2 separate regions of the Sus scrofa genome follow, and region 2 is linked to region 1. Evidence: chromatin contacts called from public Hi-C data. All regions are on one chromosome and are shown on one strand. The core of a region is the stretch at or near the end of the contact, and the rest is flanking DNA. Distances in the headings are between cores, read along the strand shown.

Region 1 (4,092 bases), core at 634-3,133:
GAGACATAACTCACAGGCCATACATTTCACGCCTTTAAAACCTACAATTCAAGGAGTTCCCGTTGTGGCACAGTGGTTAACGAATCTGATTAGAAACCATGAGGTTGAGGCTCGATCCCTGGCCTTGCTCAGTGGGTTAAGGATCCGGCGTTGCCGTGAGCTGTGGTATAGGTAGCAGACACGGCTTGGATCCTGAGTTGCTATGGCTCTGGCATAGGCTGGCAGCTACAGCTCTGATTAGACCCCTAGCCTGGGAACCTCCATATGCCGCAGGAGCGGCCCTAGAAAAGACAAAAAAAAAAAAAAAAGTACACTTCAGTAGTTTTTGGTATATTCATAGAGTTATGCAACTACCATCACAATTGATTTTAGAAAATTTCATTGACCTCAAAAGAAATCTCTTACTCTTTTTTTTTTTTTTTTTTGGCCATGTCTGTGGCATGTGGAAGTGCCCAGGCCAGAGAAGCAGCTGTGACCTACAGCAATACTGGATCCTTTAACCCACTGCACCGGCAGGCGATCAAACCCACACTTCTGCAGCATCCAAACCACTGCAGTTGTGTTTTTTTTTTAGGGCTTCAGCCGCGGCATAGGGCTATTCGGAGCCTAGGGATCACATTAGAACTGCAGCTGCAGCCTATGCCACAGCAACGACAGGTCAGAGCTGCATCTGTGGCCTGCACCACAGCGCACAGCCACGCCAGATCCTTAACCCACTGAGCAGGGCAGGGGTCAAACCCAGGTCCTCATGGATACTAGTCAGGTTCGTTACCACTGAGCCACAAGGGGAACTCCTGCAGTCAGATTCTTAACCAACTGTGTCATGGTGGGAACTCCTTTTCAATTTCTTGATATCCTTTGAAACACAAATTTTTAAATTTTGATGGTATCCAACTTATCTTTTTTTTCTTTTATCGTTTGTGCTTTATGTGTCATGTAAGAAGCCACTGCCTCATTATAAATCGTCTTCAGCAGCGAAAGGACATGGCCAAATTTAAGTTTTATTTAAGTTTTGCAGTGTTATTCTTGCTGCTTTCCATCAGAAGTGGGAAGACTTGTGAGGTAAGGGACTTCTCTGGTCACCCTCTCCCCTCCCTAAAACCCCACCCTCACCCTCACTCCATTTCTCATTTTATTCTCCATGGTTCTCCATACAACTTATATTCTAATAAATGTACAATGCACTGTACTTACTTATTACGTTGCCGCCCGCCTCCACCACAAGAGCGTCACCCCTGTGAGGACTGGGCTTGTGTGTTTTGTTCCCTGCTCTGTCCCCAGTGCCTAGGAGAGTGGGGGCCGGGGAGCCTGGTGGTGGCCAGAGGGAGAGAGGACCATTGGATGCTATCTGGTGTGAGGCGTCTAATATGAAGGAGAAAAAGAGAGAGGGACTAACACCCCAATGTCATGATGTCAACTGAGTATTTCTTGAATACAGTGAGTGCATGTGAACGAATGGACGCTTGGATTGTGGGTAAATGAAAGAAAGGATGTGCTTCGAAGACTGTGGTTTGACCTTCCCTGTGGAAGGGTTTGTTCACAGGGGGCTCCTGTCATGTCCCTTGCAACCGCCAGAGGGAGCAAACAGGCCAGGTCCCGGAGAACCGTCCCGGGACCCGCCCCCCGGGATCCAGGCCCCGGGAGCCCCAGCCGCCCGGCCCCGGCCTGGGGCTCTCGGCCCCGGCCCCTACCTGAGCCAGGCCCAGCCGCGGGCTTCACGCCCACGCGGCGGCCGGTCCTCGCGCAGCAGGCGGGGAAACTGAGGCCCGGGCGGCCGGGGCGTGGCCGGCCCCCCGGCGAGCCCGAGCCCCCGCCCCCGGCCAGCCCCGCCCCGGCCCGTAAGAGGCCCCCTGGGTGAGAGGCGAAAGCGCACAGCGCGGCGCCGGGGCCGGGGCCAGGACCGCGATGGCAGCTCAGCGGCTGGGCAAGCGGGTGCTGAGCAAGCTGCAGTCTCCGTCGCGGGCCCGGGGGCCGGGGGGCAGCCCCGGGGGGCTGCAGAAGCGACACGCGCGTGTCACCGTCAAGTACGATCGGCGGGAGCTGCAGCGGCGGCTGGACGTGGAGAAGTGGATCGACTGGCGCTTGGAGGAGCTGTACCGTGGCAGGGTGAGGCGGGGAGGGGTGGGGGGCGCAGGGGGCGTCCTAGACCGACGGAGCCCGGGCCCTGCCCCCCTGCGCCTTGGGGGTCTCTCATTGCTTGAGCTCGCTGGTGCATGCGCAGCCTCCTTGCCAGGGGAGAACGCTGGCCCCGCGACACATGGGCCCCCGCCGTCCACCCTCCCTGGCACTCTGCTTGTGCTCACACTTGGGTAAAAACACAGGGGAGGACCAGGGCTTTAGCATATGGGAGGTTAGGAGGCCAACTTGGGGAGCCAGAGTGGCCATATCTGGAAGAAAAGGTGGGGGGAGGAGGATGTCTTAAAGCCAAACATAGACATGGTGACCGGAGATACAACCGCAGGGAACCGCACAGCCAAGGAAACATCAGCATTCACAGACCTGCACAGTGACAAGCTATGGCCACTCACAGACCCAGTGACAGAAGCAACAGCCATGCACAGACTGTCAGGGACACCGGCTGTGGGACAGATCAACCCATGCTACAGCCACAGGCTCTCCTGGTCACAACAGCACAGGCCACAGTGCCCTATACAGATACAACACAACTACGCCCACACAAAAGGACTCCACTTACAGCTGTTCATAGACACACACAGCGCAATCTGTAGAGCCTTGCAAGCAGTGCAAGCTACAACAGCTACCCCGACACTCAGTGATTCAAGTAACGACCATCCATTATCTCCTAAAAGCAAAAAACATGCAAAGGCAATGACAGATGCTGCAGCCACACGCAGACATCAAATAACAGGAATTATAGCTACACCCAGACAGAAAACCGCGTAGGCTATGGGCACCTGTGGACGCACAATGGCAGAAGCTGCAATTGCCTGTGGACACATAGGGCATAAGCTGCAGCCTCCTGTGCTGTCTCAGGGGGTCCAGACAGACACATTTCACTTGTCTCCGCTTGAAGTCACACTTTGTACCACCCATGAGAGTCAGAGGAAGCGGACACAGACATGTGAGATGACAGAGCCTCCTCAGCCCAGCACAAAGGTGGGAGAAGCCGTGGCCCCTCGCAGTGACCCGAGGGCCCCTGTTCTCAGACACATGAGCTCACGCAGGCGGACAGTTGCTAGTGGTCGGTGGGATCCTATGAGCTCACCCTCAGACGGCGCTAGAGCCAGCCGGACACTCAAGGACACAAGTTGTGGTCACTTACTGATCAACATATCCCACAGCGACACATGATGATGAGACAAACATGCTAAGCTAGAGTCACACGCCGCCTACCATAGGAGGACCGTGGGCCCCTGTACAAGCTGCACGGTATGTCATACATTGCTACACCCTCCCACTGGCCCTGTGGCCTGGGCATCAGGCTGTGACTCACACGGACGGGTAACACACCGACACTCCAGTCTTTTGCTGAGCCCTCATCTCCACATGCAGCTCCCAGACCACCCAAGGCCTGGAGCCTGCAGTGGAATCTGCAGGACTTTGGTGGGGAAGGAAAAAATCTGTAGCCTCGGGACCTCGTGCTCAGACAGCTGGGTTCTGTCCCCGACAGGGGTACTGAGCCAGCCTGCATTTGGCCCTTTGCCCCAAGAGGCTGTACAAGCCCCCCAGTTGTCTGCTCAAAGGTGGGCTGGTGGCTTATTCTACCCACCCACCTTGGGGGGCCTCTTTGGCCCCAAGGGGAGGAGGAGGCTGGCCCAAGGCCTCTCTGTCCCCTGGGGCCAGGGCCCACCCCCAGCAGGCTCCATCCTGCCAGCCTCCCTCCCCTGCACCTAGTGCTTAAACTTTTCCTTGAAAGGGCAGAGCCAGCCCCTCTCCTGAATCCCAGAATCTGACATTCCAAGACTCAACCTAGGCCTGCTTCCCACTATGGGAACTGCGGCCAAGGGGAGAGACCCATGCCAGCCCCGAGACTCCCGGGCCCCGGGGCCAGCATCTGAGCTGGTACAGGCTCCTGGGGCCTCTGTCAACCCATCTGTCACCCCTCCCCCAACACCCAGATGTCCCGCCTTG
Region 2 (4,092 bases), core at 830-3,329, 49 kb before region 1:
GAGAGCAAAAACTAGTGGCTGGGGGGCCATATGGATCTGCCCCTGAGATAAACTTCAGCGTAGATGGCGTTATTTAAAAGTTTAGCGGGGAGTGGGAAAAAAAAAAAAAAAGACACCTGTGGCTTGTGTTTAAAAAATTGTCAGAGGTCAACACAAGCAGGTGGCAGGGCCAAGCCTGGCCATCCCGCGAGCCAGGTATTCCCGGTGAAGTTCCGACCGCGCTCGCTTGGGGGCGTCGTCTGGCATTTGAGTTGGGATCCCTCACACTTTTCTCCCAAGGCCTGGGGAGGGGCAGGTCTTCACCAGGTGTTAGGCGACTTGGGGGGAAACCAAGGCTTTCCCGGAGCAGAGACTTGAGCCCAGCCGCTCTAGGGAGGGGCAGAGAAACTGGACTCTGGAAGGATGGCCGGGCTCAAGAGCGAACCTCCTCCCCACCCAGATCCGGACGCTGCGGCTGAAGATCCTGGCCGAGGCCGCGGCCGAGGGCATCCCGGTCCGCGGGGCGCGGAACCAGTTGCGCATGTACCTGACCATGGCCGTGGCCGCGGCACAGCCCCTGCTCATGTACTGGCTCACCTTCCACCTGGTGCGGTGAAGGCGGCCCGCGACGCCTCCAGCTGCTGCTTCCGGCGGCCTCCGCGCTGCCGCCACTCATCTCCCGGCCCCCAGCCGGCCACAGGGTCCGCCCGGTAGCCCGAGACCCTCCCTCCCCCCACCCACCCCGCCGAGGTGCTGAGATTTCCAGCTGCACAGGCCGCCCCCAGCAGGGCGGCCACTGTTCCGGAAACAATAAACCGTGATGGGCACGGCGTGGGCAGCCTCTCCTTGGCACGCGGTGGCCGGCAGGGGGCAGGCCCGGCCCGGGAAGGGGAAGGGGACGGGCGGGGCGGGGACAGTTCCAGGCGCCTCGGAACCAGAAGGCCACCCGGAGGCCGAAAAAGGGTTTAATGAACCCCGCCCAGGCCCGTCAGTGGGAAGGCTTTTTCTTCTCGTCCTCCTTCTTCTTCTTCTCCTTTTTCACCTTGGGCTTCTTGACCTTGTCCGAGGCGCTTTTGTGCTGCTGTGAGCCGGCGGCGCCGGGCTGCGGGGTCGAGGGCGGCGCGGGTGGGAGAGGAGAGAAGGTTCCGCGGGTGAGACAGCTGCCCGAGTTCCGGGCTGGGACTCCGCCCTCGCTCGGGGCGCCCGGCACCCGCTTGAGAAGGGGGAAGCCTCTTACCTTCGCCTCGTTTTCCGAGTCGCTGGAGCTGCTGCTGCTGCTGCTGCTGGAATCTGAGGAGCGGCCATGGCCATGGCCATGGTGATGCTAGTTGGAGGCAGGACAGTGAGACTGAAGGTCCCTTTCCCAGCTCTCGCCGCTCGCCGCCCGCCGCCCGACCCCCGCCCAAGTAGCAAGGCCCTGGGGTCAAAAGCAACCTCCCCCGGGGACGAGGGGGTGCCTGGTCGGGAGGTGACTTACCTTCAGGTTATCAGCTGACCCGCCCTGAACTTTGTTGGGGCTGTGCTTGGGGTCTCCCACATGGGGCTTTTTGGAGGGGGACTCCACGGCTGCAGAGAGAAGAGAAACCGGGTGGGTTGGCGCCTGCGCGGGGTGTGAGTCTGGCGCCCTGCCGGTCGAGCGTCCGCCTCCTCCGGAGCGCACCTGCCGACAGGTCGAACTCCATGGTGCCGAGAGCAGGTGTGTCTTCGGGGCCGGAGGGCGCGAGCTGTAACCGGAGAGTAGGGGGCGGGCCTTGGGGAGGGGCCGTGGGGCTGCCCGGGAGTTCTGAGGAGCCCTACCCGACCTTTGTTCGGAGTCCTTATCCCTGACTCACGGCCCCTCCCCAGCGCCGCCCTGCTGGCCCCTCTGGGAAATGGGGAGGGTGGACAGTTAGCGGCGATGTGCCCCCCCAGCCAGTGAGCCTTGGCAAGTGAGTGGGGCTGTGTGGGTGGGGTTGGGGGAGGAATGTGTGGGCAGTTGTGGATTTCTAAGCGGGGTGGAAGGTGCCAGAGCTGTTACAGCCTCTTCCCCTAAAAGGGTCAGATGCTTTCTTTTGAAGAAATGAGAGGGAGGGTGCCTCCCGCGCCCTCTGCACCAGGACAATAATATGTTCCCTCCTTGTGTACTTAGTGCCTGGCCCTGTTTCAAGGGCTTCAGGAATGTTAACTCTAACAATGCCTCTGGCTTGGAGAGAAGCAGTGTCTGAAGGCCTGAAGAGCAGGAAGAATGGTACCAGTCTGCTGATTTGAAGCCCCTGTGAATTACTTCGTAGCAGAGTGATCTGGGGAAAGTTACCTCTCTGTACCTCAGTTTCCTCGTGTGTAAATGACAGCTACTGCCTGGGGTTGATGTAAGAATCAAACAGATTAGTTTTCTAGAACCATGCTTGCTCAGTTACTTATAAGGAGTAAGTGTTTTTTTTTGGCTTTTTGCCATTTCTTGGGTCGCTCCTGTGGCATATGGAGGTTCCCAGGCTAGGGGTCCAATCAGAGCTGTAGCCGCCAGCCTACACCAGAGCCACAGCAACACGAGATCTGAGCCTCATTTGTGACCTACACAACTCACAGCAACACCAGATCCTTAACCCACTGAGCAAGGCCAGAGATCAAACCTGCACCCTCATGGTTCCTAGTCGGATTCGTTAACCACTGAGCCGCGACGGGAACTCCAGGAGTAAGTGTTTATAAAATGTTTGGTTTTTAAATAAAAGGATAGGTATTTTACAGATGAGAAAACTGAGGAACCAAACAGTTAATAGGATGCTCTAGAGGCAAAAGTAGCAATGAACAGGCTAGAACTGAGACTTAAGGCAGGGTAGCTCAAGTCCAAGGCTGTACATGGTCCCTTTGTCTCACCCTGGGGGCCCTCTGCAGAAGTGGCAGCCAGGCAAGCCCAGCCTCGCTTCCTCACAGTGGACTGGTCCCTGGTCAAGGTCAGGGAGGAAATGAGAGGCCTGTGTCATCTGTTCCCATTGTTGTGAGACTAGGGTCCTTGTGGATCCCTCTCCAGCCCCAGCCCCGCCACCGAACTGGCTGCCCATACCTGCAGGAGCAGGTGGCAGAGGTCTGGGGATGTGACAAACATGCCATAATCAGTCTTGTGCATTCAGGTCTCTCCTCCAAAGTCTGCTCATTAGAAAAGACTTCCCTGACTCCTGGCTCCACAGAGCCTCGTCACTGTGTCCCCTTTCCCCTGCTTAATGGTGGCATAGATAGCCTTGTTTACCACCCTCTGAAGTTATCTTTCTTCGCACTTATATCTTCAGCGTATATTTATGGAGCACCTACTATGTGTCCAGCACTGCTTAAGTGCTGGGGGTACAGGGGTGAGCAAAGCCAGCAAAAATTCCAGCCTTGGGGAATTGACATTATTCACAAGGGGGAATAAGGCAAAATGTACTGTATGTTAGAAAAAGCTGGAAACTAAGAGTTCCCTTTGTGGCTCAGTGGTAATGAAACTGCTGGGATCCATGAGGATGCGGGTTGCATCCCTACCTCACTCAGTGTGTTGAGGATCTGGCGTTACCGTGAGCTGTGGTGTTGGTCCCAGACGCAGCTTGGATCTGGCATCACTGTGGCTGTGGCATAGGCTGGCAGTTGCAGCTCCAATTCAACCCCTAGCCTGGGAACTTCCATGTGCCACAGGTGTGGCCCAAAAAGCAAAAAAGAAAAAGCTGGAAACTAAACTGTCCACCAGTTGGTGAATAGATATACAAAATGTGATATATCTATCCATATGATGGAATACTATTCAGCAATAAAAAAAAATGAGCTCCTGCCATATGTTATATCAGGGATGAACCTCAGAAACATTATGCTGCGTGAAAGAAGCCAGACACAAGAGACTGCATATTGTATGATACTATTTATATATATGCAGTATTCAGAAAAGGCAATTATAGTGACAGAAAGTAGATTAGTGGTTGCCAGGAGCTGAGTATGGGACTGGCTATTAGCTGTAAAATGGCCATGAGGGATCTTACAGGTGCAAGGGGATGAAAATGTTCTAAAATGGAGTTCCCGTCATGGCTCAGTGGTTAACGAATCTGACTAGGAACCATGAGGTTGCAGGTTCGATCCCTGGCCTTGCTCAGTGGGTTAAGGATCCGGCGTTGC

What was found. Hi-C and Micro-C count contacts between places; a contact is called where the count stands out from the background.
Region 2: a Hi-C map of alveolar macrophages shows a contact between it and region 1, with 4 times the contacts expected there. The contact joins the promoter of C6H19orf33 here to the promoter of PPP1R14A in region 1. A contact is called at or near these places in 3 of 5 promoter capture datasets (fetal skeletal muscle, liver and skeletal muscle), 27 of 47 Hi-C or Micro-C datasets (adipose tissue, alveolar macrophages, blood and 15 more) and 2 of 2 datasets of contacts at active chromatin or transcription factors (alveolar macrophages and skeletal muscle).

Annotation. Positions count from the first base shown.
Region 1 is chr6:47,171,848-47,175,939 of Sscrofa11.1, reverse strand. It overlaps PPP1R14A (protein phosphatase 1 regulatory inhibitor subunit 14A), which reads left to right and starts at 1,883. Exons shown (of 4, transcript NM_214337.1): 1 at 1,883-2,106. The coding sequence starts at 1,906.
Region 2 is chr6:47,221,064-47,225,155 of Sscrofa11.1, reverse strand. C6H19orf33 (immortalization up-regulated protein) reads right to left here and starts at 2,079. Exons shown (of 4, transcript XM_003127107.4): 1 at 1,640-2,079; 2 at 1,457-1,545; 3 at 1,217-1,303; 4 at 926-1,081. The coding sequence starts at 1,661. The coding sequence ends at 968. It overlaps LOC102167359 (a long non-coding RNA gene), which reads left to right and starts at 1,299. Exons shown (of 5, transcript XR_303838.3): 1 at 1,299-1,675. YIF1B (Yip1 interacting factor homolog B, membrane trafficking protein) reads left to right here. Exons shown (of 8, transcript NM_001245006.1): 8 at 440-811. The coding sequence ends at 595.